2 separate regions of the Gossypium arboreum genome follow, and region 2 is linked to region 1. A link is a contact called in public Hi-C data. All regions are on one chromosome and are shown on one strand. The core of a region is the stretch at or near the end of the contact, and the rest is flanking DNA. Distances in the headings are between cores, read along the strand shown. Region 1 holds the start of LOC108450066 (internal alternative NAD(P)H-ubiquinone oxidoreductase A2, mitochondrial-like). Region 2 holds the start of LOC108450567.

The links. Hi-C and Micro-C count contacts between places; a contact is called where the count stands out from the background.
Region 2: a Hi-C map of leaf shows a contact between it and region 1, with 2.7 times the contacts expected there. The contact joins the promoter of LOC108450567 here to the promoter of LOC108450066 in region 1. A contact is called at or near these places in 2 of 5 Hi-C or Micro-C datasets (both in leaf).

Annotation. Positions count from the first base shown.
Region 1 is chr7:86,426,711-86,433,617 of ASM2569848v2, forward strand. LOC108450066 (internal alternative NAD(P)H-ubiquinone oxidoreductase A2, mitochondrial-like) reads left to right here and starts at 4,246. Exons shown (of 9, transcript XM_017747632.2): 1 at 4,246-4,960; 2 at 5,384-5,597; 3 at 5,692-5,852; 4 at 6,067-6,132; 5 at 6,271-6,434; 6 at 6,617-6,731. The coding sequence starts at 4,529. It overlaps LOC128295522 (a long non-coding RNA gene), which reads right to left and starts at 4,077. Exons shown (of 2, transcript XR_008286005.1): 1 at 3,499-4,077; 2 at 2,646-3,407.
Region 2 is chr7:86,579,138-86,586,044 of ASM2569848v2, forward strand. LOC108450567 reads right to left here and starts at 4,451. Exons shown (of 6, transcript XM_017748248.2): 1 at 3,988-4,451; 2 at 3,283-3,893; 3 at 2,407-2,596; 4 at 2,198-2,262; 5 at 1,413-1,623; 6 at 696-1,196. The coding sequence starts at 4,101. The coding sequence ends at 846. LOC128295593 (a long non-coding RNA gene) reads left to right here and starts at 5,464. Exons shown (of 3, transcript XR_008286123.1): 1 at 5,464-5,703; 2 at 6,195-6,464; 3 at 6,533-6,907.

The DNA.
Region 1 (6,907 bases), core at 2,996-5,495:
TTTATCATTTTGGGCTCAAATGAAAATTTAACAATTATCATCAACATCTGTGATTAAATTGGTGTCACTAATAAATTAATCATTATCTTGATTAGTAAAATTAAAAGAATATTCTTCTATAATTAAAATAAAACTATGAGAAATCATTTGTGATATTATTTCATTTTTTAGTTGAGTTTCAACCAACCGCTCTAAGCTTTGGAAAAATAAAATAATATAACAAATGATCTCTTTATCAAAATTTGAAGATAATTTTTAAAAAAGAAATTAATAAAATCAATGTCCTCTTTAATTTTAGTTCCACCAAAATTTTCGCTTAAAATCTATTAATATTGTATTAATACGATTGACAAACTAATTAATGTTATATGTACATTTTTGTTCTAGTTTAATGTGAATATAGAGTTCTGATGTGTAATCCCTTGGTTGGACATATTATGCAAACAAAGTGTATATACTATCTTTTTGAAAACTCTCTCGATGTTTGGATAGTTGCACTTATAATGCTAATCTTTTCTTTGATATATTTTAGTGAAAATGTGTGTGTCAAAGTCTTGTTTTACTAAGGTTACACTAGGTGTGAAATCTGTAATTCTGATAATAACATACTAATGAAATCAATATGTGATTATAATTTGTGTGATTATAATAACATACTTAGTTTAATTGAGAGATGTGTTTTGAATCTTGAGACGTGGAATGAAAATGATTATGCTAAAACTTGTTGTATAGAGAATTTCATTATATATTTAATACAATTTTGAATGCTTTAACATTGCCATGCTTTTATTCTAGTTTAACGTATAACTTTGTTAAGCTATATGTTTGACATGCTCATATCAAGGTAAGGTATAAGTATAGTGATTTTCATTTGAATTTACTAATCATTTTATGATTACGTGTATGTTTGCATGTAGATTTTGTTTTTTGATTCTTGAAGCTAAACTTAACTCCAAAACATTACACTACGCAATCTTTAACCTATTTTAATTTTCAATCCATTGGCCTATCCTCAATCATTTGGAAGAATTAATTCATGATGAAATTCAAATCAACACAAAAAGATAAATAATAACATAATTATAACAATGAAAAAGATTTAAAGAAAAAAGGAAAAAAATTTTATTCAATTGAAGCACATTTCTTCAATAATTCAATCTAAGAGTTGATCGAATTTACAAACAAAATCTCCAAACAATCACTCTTGAAAAACAAAGAAGAACTAAAAGTCTAAGTTAGAAAATTAGATAAAAACAAAATAGTTTCTAATAACCTAATTTCACATATTTAACGTAGCCTAAAGTATGCTATTTATATGTCTTTGTATGACCTTCTAGGGTTTCAAAGTCAGACTTGGCATCAAAGAGTCGAAAATTTGCATTTAAAGACAAAAATGGGGCCAAAATGGCCAAAAGCGTTGCAACACACGTCATAGGCGCTACAACATCCACGTTGTGCTCCAAGAGTGCCATGTCCTCAATTTGCTTTCATACGCTTCTGACCCTTCATTCTAAGTTCCATACACCTTTCCTCTAATATTTGCGGTTAATATTTCCTCCAATCTGAGAGAGTCCTGATTCAGTGAACTTCTTGTTATGAATAAGTTTTTTTAAAGCATTTGAGTTGTCGATAGAATTAAAAAAAAAATTATGATACGAGATAATACTTTATTGCTGTTGAGAGATTCAATCGATAAATATATAACAGATAATATATATAATTTTAAAATTGAATTATTATCAAATCGATTAAACATTTACTTTTTCAGTTCAATCGATTCAATTTTTAGTTAAGAAATAAAATTAAAAATTTCAATTTTTAAAGAAAATCATAATTTTCTACGAATTATCAATTTTTTATAAAAATTCTTTTATATACTTTCCTGTTTGCCAAAGAAAAAGCTCTTGGGCTTACAGATTAGGCCGAACTGATTTTTGGTACAATGCGGTGGCCCAATGAAAGTCAGTCAAGAATCTACCAAAAGACAAAATAATCATTTTATAAAAAAAAATAAAAAAAAAGGTCATCTTCTTCCAGTCCCGCTACCGCTTGCAGCGCTACGGACCACCGCGGTCCTCGTCTTTCTCCACGTCATCAGCCATCTTTCGCATTTTGTATAAACTTAATGTTGACTTTTGGCCTTTAGTACTCAAACTTCTCTGCACCCAACTTAACTTCTTAACCAGTTTACTGAAATTCTGAAAATAATCCCTTCCTTGAAAAGAAATGACTATAAAGTTCGAATTTTTACATGTTTAGCTTCAAAAGAACTCCACTTGTCAAAATCCCATGTAACTACACTTGCTTGGAAGTAAGTAAAGAGCTTTTTGTCGTTTATGATTTTAAGGGATTAATTTTTAGTGAATAAGACAATTAGATTTGTATTTATAGCTGTTGCCTGTTGCATTATGCCTTTTTTTTTTTTGTATGTAAAAATTAAAGTGATGGGACGACGATGTAAATGTAATATTGTCATTTTTCTTTTCCTTTTTTTTTTTTGTCAAGAAAGGAACTTCATTGATAAAAGGTTCTACATGAACAAAATGTCCTTTCTGGCATCCGCCTCAACAATTGGAATTAAGGAGCTACGAGGGGAGTTACCAGTACAAAAGAAATCATCAAAAGAGTTACAAACCAAAGAGGAATTATCAAGAAGGTTGTTCCGAATACGTACTAAACTCGAAAGATATGTTTAATACTCTTAGAAATCAATAGACAGAGGCTTACAATCATTCATAATTGGAGATAACAGTAGATTAGTAGTATTTATATTAGACATGAAATGAATGATTAAAGTAGAATCAACTTCAATGACCAAATGCCTAATATTTAAGCTCTTAGCAAGTCTAAAGCCGTCACGAAGGGCCCATAAGTCCGCTTCTACGGTAGTCGCAAGTGGAACATGACGAAATGACATATGAGCCAACAATCCAAGAGCCTTTGTGATCCCGGATCACTGCTCCTGCCCCCACGACCTCTTATTTTATGATAATGGTAATACTTGTAGTTTATGGGAAACTTTTTTGCAGGGATTTAAATTGCAGTTGCGGCTGCGTTTTCGGTCGCGTTATGTTTATCGCAATTGCGAACATATCGGATGTTATTGCGGTCACTGTAGGTATTGCGGTTGTGAATTTTTTTAAAATTCACACAACTAATAACTAATAACAAAGTAAAAAAGAAGAAGATATAAACGAGAATAACGAAAAAATAACAGAAATAACGGCTCTTATTGCCGCAATTGACCGTTACCCATTAAATTGCAACCACGATCCACTGCTATTGGTGTGACTCCGCTTCACACCGCTATTTCAGCAATAGCGATTTCGGATGGCACCCCAACCGCTATACACCAGCCTCTATTCCGCTACCCGACTGCTATTTTAATCCCTGTTTTTTGGTATCCACTATTTCAGACAATGGATAAATCATTTGAATGAGCAATATGGTTAGATTTTAAATCATTTGAATGAGCAATATGGTTAGATTTTTACTTACAGTCTACATCTGTTTTAATCCAGTACACCCAGCAAGCAAACTCATATTGAGGCGGTTTTGAGATGGTCTTATAAACTTCTGTGCCCTCCATTGACTTTAATCCCAGAGGAACACACCTGGTGTCTTTATGTTGTGAAATCTGGTCTCCATCAGTATACTCATGTTCACTGTAAGGAGTATTATTCGTCTTCTGCCTCTGCAACCTTTTAGACTCTTTGTTAGCTATGGAGCTTTCAGGGTGGAATACTTTTATGACCTGAAAATTAAAGCTCATCTAAGAATGTTTGAAAAGGTTTGCCAAAGGCTTACCATCACCTTTTTCTCTTGGTTACATTAATAAATAACCTTTCAAATACACACCAATTGCAACTAATGAAAAGATAAAACAAAGTAAGAGAAAAATGAAAGCAGCAAGAGAGGAGAAAGGAACACAATGCTTAACCATGTTAATTGCCAGGAAGGAGGTATATTAACTACCGACAATTTTGCCAACTATTCCCATCTGACAGAGACTATCCGAGATAATCTGTTGTTGACTTGTAGACTTTAGGACTCAGATGTATTGACCGTGACTTGCCAATGTTTTACTCTCTCTCAGTGAATGGGAATGATGGCATTAGCATTGCCATAGATGACTTGTTTGGTCTGCATCTCCTCTTTCCCACATGTTTCCATAGGAGTCTCTTCTGCAAGTGATGCTTTTTCCTTCTTCACGAAAGTTCAATGGAGTCCCATGATCTAGATGGCACAAATGAGAGGATAGCCAAATTAGTAACATGCTATAGCCTACTTAAAGGTGTAAATGTACTTCAACCATTTCTTTCTAATCACAGTCTAAATGGAGTATGATGCTTCTTTTAGAAAATTTTAGCCCAGTGAGGGAATGGGCTTTTCTATTTGCATGCAAATTTCAACTATCACCTGACACGTGCCACTGAAGTTGACTGAAACTCTCCCATCCCAAATCCCAATACATCCTCCCCCAAAGCAATCTCTCATTGTTTTATGAAAGAAACGTAATCAGGCAGCCATGTTTTGGTATAGGAACTTGATCAAACTATCCACACCTATCAAATCCAAAACCCCCATCACCAAAAATCTTCTACAAGCTTCTTTATCCCACTTCAGCACCGCCAACCAACCCCCTGCCTCGGCTCAGGCTCAGCCATCAGGTCTCGGACCCACCAAGCCACACGACAAACCAAGGGTGGTGGTGTTAGGATCTGGATGGGCTGGTTGCAGGCTAATGAAAGGCTTGGACCCCAAGCTGTATGACATCGTTTGTGTCTCGCCTAGGAACCATATGGTATTTACTCCCCTATTGGCTTCTACTTGTGTTGGGACTCTTGAGTTCAGGTCCGTTGCCGAACCCATTGCGAGGATTCAGCCCTCCATCTCTTCAGCACCTGGATCTTATTTTTTTCTTGCCAATTCTACTGCAGTGGATACTGAAAACCATGAGGTATTTCAACAATATGTCGCCTTTATTGGGTTTAATTAGTTATTATTTCCGTTTTGGGAGAACTAAAATCAAAAGGCATTGACTGTTGGCTGAGTTGAATGTCAATTTAAGGTTGGGAGTCCTTTTATGATTCTAAAATTAGCTTGATTGTTTAAATTTTTGGCTTTGGGCTTTTGGGTATTGAATTTAGTTTAATTTTACTAAAGATTTCTAGTTTTTTGAACTAGAGAATAGTGATGGATCGTATGTCTAGATATTGCTTTGTAGAATGCAATTGTTGAATTAAGCTTGTTGGTAGCATTCCCTCACTGTACTCGGAAAGTTCTTTGTTCTTGTTCTGTTTGATGGAAAATAAAATGCAGTAGGAAAATTTTGGATTTTTGACCTTTTGATCATGGAATATTTGGTTTTGGGTATTTGAAGGTGCATTGTGAGACTGTTACTGATGGAACCGACACCCTGGACCCATGGAAGTTTAAGATTTCATATGATAAGTTGGTAATTGCATCAGGAGCACAGGCATCGACTTTCGGAATCCATGGTGTGAAGGAACATGCTATTTTTCTGCGTGAAGTTCACCATGCTCAGGAAATTCGGAGGAAGCTACTTCTCAACTTGATGCTATCCGATGTGCCGGGTAATGCCACACTTTGGTTTTTCTACCTGCTGTAATGGAAAATAATTTCTTGAGTATGATTATATGTTTACCTATTGGTTCGGTGTCGAGGCAGGGCTTCCTGAAGAAGAGAAACGTAGATTGCTGCATTGTGTTGTTGTAGGAGGCGGTCCGACCGGGGTTGAGTTTAGTGGTGAACTTAGTGATTTTATTAGGAGGGATGTTCATGAAAGATACACTCATGTAAAAGACTATATCCATGTCACACTGATTGAGGTTTGTTTCACTACGATATCAGTTATTCCTCCGTACTGCCATTTATGTAGTTCTTTTGTCTTCTAATATCTTTGTTGAAGCCAGTGCTGGCTTTCCGAACTCTGCCTGGAAACTTGAAGACCTTCTTGAGATTCTTCTTGTGCTCATGCCTTGTTTTAAGTTGCTGAATTGAGGAGATTTGTGAATTATAATAAAATTATTATCTTTTTTTCAGGCTAATGAGATACTGTCTTCCTTTGACGATCGTCTCCGGCGCTATGCAATTAAGCATTTAACGAAGGTAAAAGATGGTTGATTGACGCAAATATTGTTTTAGCTTTCTAACTCCATTGAAGGAGTTTAAATATCTTCTGTTAGGCTGCTGAGAAGAGAGGATTTTATTGTTTTATTTTTATTTCATCAAGTAGTTTTTTCTCAGTCAGGAGTTCGTCTAGTTCGTGGGATTGTGAAGGATGTTAAACCTGAAAATCTTGTCCTCACTGATGGTTCCGAGGTTCCCTATGGATTGTTAGTATGGTCAACAGGTGTTGGTCCTTCTCCTTTTGTGAACTCTCTAGGACTTCCGAAATCTCCGGGTGGAAGGTAAGATAAAATCCCAGTGACATTGTTTTTATTTTTATGAAGATTTCTTGATGGCTTGGTAATATGCACCTTATAGAGTTTTGAACCAACTGGCATAAAAATTGTTGGTAAGTTTTCATAAATTGTAAATAAAACTTAAGATACCAGCTGGTTCACCTAATTCAATTCCTTTTTACTAACAGGATTGGTGTTGATGAGTGGCTTCGGGTTCCTACTGTGCAAGATGTATTTTCAATTGGTGATTGCAGCGGGTTTCTGGAAAGTACCGGCAAACCAGTCCTTCCGGCTTTAGCGCAGGTAAGCTAGGACCCCAACCTTTTCCATGCCTTCCTTCAAGTCTTTTTCTTCTCATAAAGTTCGAGATAATATCATCCAGTTCCATTCGAAATTGGACTTGGGTGTTTCCTGCATGCTTGTTACTACATGAATTCATTGGATTGGCTAAGTGAACTGTTCTTACCTACTCCTAACTT
Region 2 (6,907 bases), core at 3,201-5,700, 150 kb after region 1:
GGGAGTAAATACGCACTGTACTCTTTTTCCTTTAACCGAGGTTTTGTCCCATTGGATTTTCTTGGTAAAGTTTTTAACGAAGCAGTATATTATGCGTATTATAGATATGTGTACTCTTTTTCTTCCCTAGCAATTTTTTTTCCCATGTGGTTTTTATCTTACTGGTTTTAACGATATATAAGAGTGTTATGAATATCTTAGATAAATTTTAATGTAGTTTAAATTTTAATAGTAATTAGAAAGTAGAATTCTATTTTATTTATACTTCCTATGTCTATAAATATAGACTTTCATATTAATTCAAATTTTGTGAATTTTGATATCCAACATATGATAGAAAATATTAATTTTAGATTTTTTTTTTCGAATTTAGATATCTAGAGGATAATGTGCATTTAGTTCAGAATCAGAATTGGATGGTACTACTCAGATAATTCAAAAATTACAAGACAGCCAAGCACAACTCCTGTTTCATTTTTCCCTACCCAATTGGTAGTAAGACTATTGTCTTATAATTTTCTGTTGTCTTCAGATAGCTGTGTTCTATCTGTACTACCCAAATATATGTATATTTTCCTAAATTTTGATTACGAGGAGAATATTTTGTTAATAAAAATACATTGTTTAATGAATTAAAAATATATATACATAAAACCAACATGAAAAATTAATTTTAACTAAATTTGCAACCCAAGTTTGTAATTCCACCACTTCCATTTCATTTGGTTTTTCTTTTTTTGTCGTATAAATATAAATATAAATATAAAAAATAACGTGTAAAAAGGATTTAAAAGAATTTCTGTATAAATGACTAAGTGCAGACATAAATTCATTAGGTATGTCATCTAGGTGATGGCTGCATTTGCTCTGTTCTCCATATCTCTCACATTATCAATTATTTTCCTCTTCTGATCATTCCAAATAGTGAAAAAATTAGGGTTGGGACGCTTGATAAGGGTGCAGGGCGGCGTTGATGAACCATCAGTCACTGCTGATTTCTTAAGGAATTCCTTTTGCTTGTCATCTGCGAAGCAAAGCAAGGATTCTTCACATACTTGCTGAGCTGATGAGGGCGGGACAGGCTTAAAGTCTTGCAGCTTTGCATATTCTGAAATCAGGTGAAACATGTAATCGTAAACCCGATCCATGCTTAAACTTTCCATCAGATGTTGCGCTCTTTTCCCGACTGCCTCTGCCTGTTTAGTCAAATTTATCAGAAAGAAAGAATGTATCACTAATAGGGGTCAACCATGTTCCAAGCTTTCTCATAAATATATAGAGGATCATACCCCATAACCATGTACTAATATTGCCATGAGTTTATGTGGATGCTCAAAAGAAAGAATTCTAGATTCAGTTTAAACCTATAATAGTTGTTGCTTATTGCCAATTCGAATGCCAAAAGATCATACCTGAGACGGGTTTGTATTACCCCAGTCAACAGCAAACTTTATGGAGCGACATAAATCAACGTTAGAGACAGGCCAGTAGTTTAACTTGGGAACGAGGGCACGAGTGAAGAAATCTTCATATTGTGGGGAAATTAATAGAGGAAGTGAACCACAAGATAGGATATATTTCAAGCTTACAGACCAAGCATAGCCTTCAGCATAGATCTTATAACTGCAGAAAACGGGAAACAAAAATATCAGTATATTACTTTCAATATCAGACAAGTATTACAAAACAATATTAAATTATGCACTTTTTGAGCCTTGGAACAAAATTTGTTTAATTTCCATTATAAAATGTAGCCCTTATGACGGCTTTCTACAATGCAATCCAAGCTGATTGAACTCTAGGGAAGAAATCTGGGATTTAAAGGCAGGGGCGGTTGATTCTTAGGTCCCCAAGGACTAGTCTAAATAGCAAGCTTTAAATGTACTGTGCCAATGTCACAGCCTGTGCACACCAGCTCATGATCAAGGCTCACACAGCAAACCAAGTTGTTCATACGGGGCATCTTGACCCGACCCAAACCTGGAAAATTCTAGAAGGCTAACCTACAAAAAGCGTGGAAACCAAGTCAAAGCACTCTAGTAACTTGTAGCTACCAAGTTTGTTTAGGACTCTTAAGGAATAGTCTTCTAAAGTTCCAGGCCCATCACACAGCATAAGGCTATTATCCGGACTCAAATGCAAATGTTGAATATAAGTATGTCTGCTGTAGTAATATCAGTCAAAGAAGAGAACTCACCGATAATTACACTGATCGGATAGTTTGGACCGCTCATACCCAGTCTTTGCTTCTTCCGCCCAGTCCTGCAATGGACAATAAAAAGCAACATCATCAAACAACATAAATCTTATTATCATTATTGCACTTTAAAGCACATTTTTGGCTGTTAGACCTATCATTTCTAAATAGAAAAATTCATGCGTTCACATAAAACTTTTCAAACCAACCTGACGAATAATTTCTGTACCCCACAAGTTAGAGTCATTGCATTGCATTAGTGCCAGACGTATTGGAGATTCAACATCTGGATTTCCTTTCCAATAGGCACGGGGAATCTTCTTCAACCAGGTTTGAGCTTGTGATCCCTTCTTAATTTCTTTGAACTGCTCATCCCATGCCTCTACATTTACCTCTGGCCTGCAGACAAGTCATTCACAAAGATGTGCACAAGAATTCAAATAAATATCCACCAAAACTAACATGAATTCTAGACCACATCTCTTATATCACCACCATAGCTGCGACTAATGAAAAATTCCAAGATAGATTCAAGATGCTCCATTTGCATAAGCTAGTAGAGAGGAGCACTATACACACACACATATCCCAACACATATAGCATGCCAATATATATAAGATTCACATAAACAAGAAAAACACTTTTAGACTTGGGAGTATTTGAACATGAATCATATGGATGACAACTACATAAAGTGACACCAACATAACTCAACATTTCTGCATTCAGGGATACAGCGTTGTTAAGCTTCGCAACTTGAACATATTTTCACACAATTCATACTACCATCAAATGGTCTACTCAATTTAACATTCTATCTGCACAGAATCATTAACAATTTAGCACCTGGAGCTTAGTCCATAGCAAATTACCTGCAATCCCTGGTATACCCAGATTATTAACAATTTAAGTTATTCATATCATTTTAGGTTCGGGACAATTTTGATTTGGTAACTTGAGGTTTTAAGTTACACGAATGGAGTTAGGTTATGGTAAGTGTAAACACAGATTATGCAGATATGATCTTGTAGTAAAAGTAGACAAATTAGAATCTCAAATGAAGTTGGGAATGAGTGATTCTTACCAACCCCAAAAGGACCAGTCGGGAAAAGGGATGTCAAAGTGAGCCTCAGTTGTACAATACCGGAACAGAGGCAACGGCAAAGACCCATTTTCAACTCTAGCTCTTTCAATGGTAGGCTTATCCATGCAATCAAACATCATATCCACATCAGGGACCATCCCAGGATACTTTTTGATAAGCTGTAAAATTCCCCATAGCGTAAACATCAATCTACTTTGTACACAAGCATAATACAAATCGACAAACAATTTTCCTTCAACAATAACGATACGAAACGCCGCGTGTTCCTTGGCTTCATTTATGTGGTTAACGGATATCCGGGTCTTCATCCATGGTTCAAGATCACGGTAAATGAACTTGAAAAAGTTTGGGCATTGTGGAGGGGTACGAGAGGAGACTAAGCCCCGTCGTTCCTCCTCCTGCCCCTCCGAAGGTTGAGCGCCACCGACGGTGGCGGCGTAGCGACAAGTCAGATAGGAGCATTGGATGATCTTGTAAGCCCGGGAATGTCGGGATTCGTCGGTGAAGTTTTTTGGCGGGAAAAGATGCCACGGCGTCGGCTCTAAATTATGACCCACGATTGTTTTCGTTTGGGAAGCAAAATTATCCACCTAAATCTCCACCGGAAAAAAAAACAGTCAGAACATTGCTGGTTCCATTAGCAGCTGATAAATATTAAAAAAGAAAAAGAAAAAGGAGGTGGACCTTGTAGATGAGGAGGGCGATAAGGGAGAGGAAAGAAAGCGCAACGACGGAGAAGAAGAGATAAGAAGGCGAACGAGGATGTGCAGAGTGAGCCCAGGCGTGTTGTTTCGCCATATTGAAAAGAGCATTTGCAGCGGCTCCCTGCAAATGGTGTTCGCGTCCCCTGCTTTTTGTTTGCTACAAAATACAACGGACGAACATAAGGTTTAAACCATTATTAGTGATTCCTTTTTTTAAGGTAACTTTTTTTAAACTCGCGTTCTCTGTCTGTCTGCCTGTCTGTGTGTGTGGAAGGATGGTATTGGGTTTCCCACGTGGATTGAATTTCTTCGCTTCCTCCGAGGCCGCCTCCGAGGCCGTCCATTGTGTTCTGTTTTTAATGGTTTGGGGGTCCTATCCTCCCAATGCCATTGAATTCAATCATAGCTAAAATCAATCATTAAATTTCTTTTGGCAACCATCTGAGTTTAAAATATTATTATATTTTTTTATATACATAAATTTTTATTCTAATTTGAGGAATTACTTGAATAAGAATAGATTAATAAATTTTTCTTAAAATAGCTTAGTTAATAATTTCAATTTTTCTGGCAACTTGGGATTAAGTATTTGAAGCCCAACTTGGGATGAGAATCGTGACCCAATAATTGATATGGCAAGAGAAAAGGGAGGTGGATGAAATCCCAATAGTTGAATTAAGAGAGTGCTTACAGGGTCAGCCACTACTCTTAAAAAGAATTTTTTAGATACGATGGTGGCAATTGACCTGCTAAAAGGGTGATTTTAGCATTGTCAAAGCACAACCTTTTTTCAGTTTTTGAATGAATAAATTGGATCCCCAAGGAGGAACTTACACATTGATGGGCTAATAACCAAGTCGATACAAACATAGCTATGTTTCTTACTTTTCCATGTAAATTTTCTTCATTTGCTCTATGGGTCTCTCTCCAATCCAACATTATTTTACTTTCTATTTACTTTGAAAAGGCAAATCAAAAATTCTTTTTGTGAAACAAAATATAACTTTAATATTTTAAACTATTATTTAACCTTAATATTATTTTATTATTTAATATAAATATGGTTAACAAATTTTTACTTTTATAGGTAATTTTTTCAACATCTGATTAAGAATGAGATATGTGAAATAAAATATTTGATCATGCTCTCAAATCTAATAGTAGTGTCAAGATATTAGTAGTCTTCGTTCTCTCATTTTCACTTTCATCTCTAAAATTCAAAGTAAATCTTAAAAAAAAAAAAACTCCAATGTAAATCTACAAAAATCAATATTGCGGGGAGAATTTTCTAATCGAGCCCGTTCATCTTTAAAAATTTATATTGAGAGAGCATTTTACATTTTAAAAGAGATTTTAGCGAAAATGCCAATATTTTTGTCTCAATATCAAAATAGAATAATTTGTGATGCATTTTGTACTATATAACTACGTCAGAATAAGTAAAGTTCTTGGCTCAGGTTCCCTTTCTGTTTTTAGTTCTGCGTCTAGTTTATTAAGCTCATCTGCGATATACAATGTTAAGTTAATATCTTCTTCTGTTTTTCTTCACTTATTGTCTAGTCAGATGTGATTAGTTGATTTGATTGTTGGATATGTTCTTTTTAATGGAATGTGCAGGCAAAACAGTCAAGGGAACATTTGAATGAAGTTACTCACCAAGTTTACTTTGATGTTGAAATTGCAGGAAAACCTGCTGGTATGCTTCACTTTTTCTTACTTTTAAGACCAATTTTGGTAAAGTCTTGCAAATATCGGTAAATCTTTAGATATTTTGGTAAAAACTTTTGCTTAAGTGGAGCTCACCCTAGAATTTCCTCCAATATCGTAGGATACGTAATGTGTTGCACCCACCATAGCTTTTGCTTTCTGTTTAGTTTACGTAGCTAAAACATTACTACTGAATTATTGCTCTCAGGTCGAGTCATCATGGGACTCTTTGGAAACATAGTTCCTAAAACAACAGTTATGTTTAGTGTTATGGCTGCATTGCTGTCTTAATGTATCTTTTGGAATTTTCCCATCAATTGTTTTGCTACCAATCAGCCTGAGTTTCTGTTATAGGCAGAAAATTTCCGAACATTGTGCTAATCTCACTGGTCAACTTATGTTAATATGCGTCGGATAGAAACTTAAAGAGTCCTGGTAACATAGTCGTCATATACTTGGGACCGTGGGTTTCCATTACAGGGGAAATCTCTCCAGTACAAAGGCAGTACGTTTCATAGGATTATTCCACATTTTATGATACAAGGAGGCGATTTTACACTCGGTGATGGTGGAAATTTGGTGATGAGAATTTCAAGGTGAAGCACACTGGGCCTGGTGAGCCAGCTACATTCCTACTCGTCTTTAACTAGTTTTCAAGGAATGATTTGGAACATCTGTTACAAGCAAAGACTGTTTGTTTCGTTTCGTATAGGGCTCACAATTATTCATTACAACCGTTACAGCCAGCAGGTAGTTATAAATTTTACAATGAAGATGTTATAGTTTATCATCTTTTAACATGGCTGCTAAATGGTTAGATGGCAAACATGTTGTATTTGGAAAAGTGCTCTCTGGGATGGATGTTGTTTACAAAATTGAAGCTCAAGGAAGGCTGAGCTGTACACCCAAGAACAAAGTTGTTATTGTTGCAAGTGGTGAAATCAGTGTTGGCAGGGCCACCACCTGAACGCGCCGCTTCAGGATCCTTTTGGACGAGGCGCATTCACGGTGTGCCTTCCTGCGTTCTATATATGGACCATAGCCATAGAAACCAAAAACCGCAATGAAGGGGATAATGTCGAATTGCCTACTTCTCAATTATTTGCATATTCAATTAAAAAAAAAAAAAGCATGGAATTATAAAGATATCATGCATATTGGTCAACAAAGAAAATGTTATCTGTCTGCTTTGG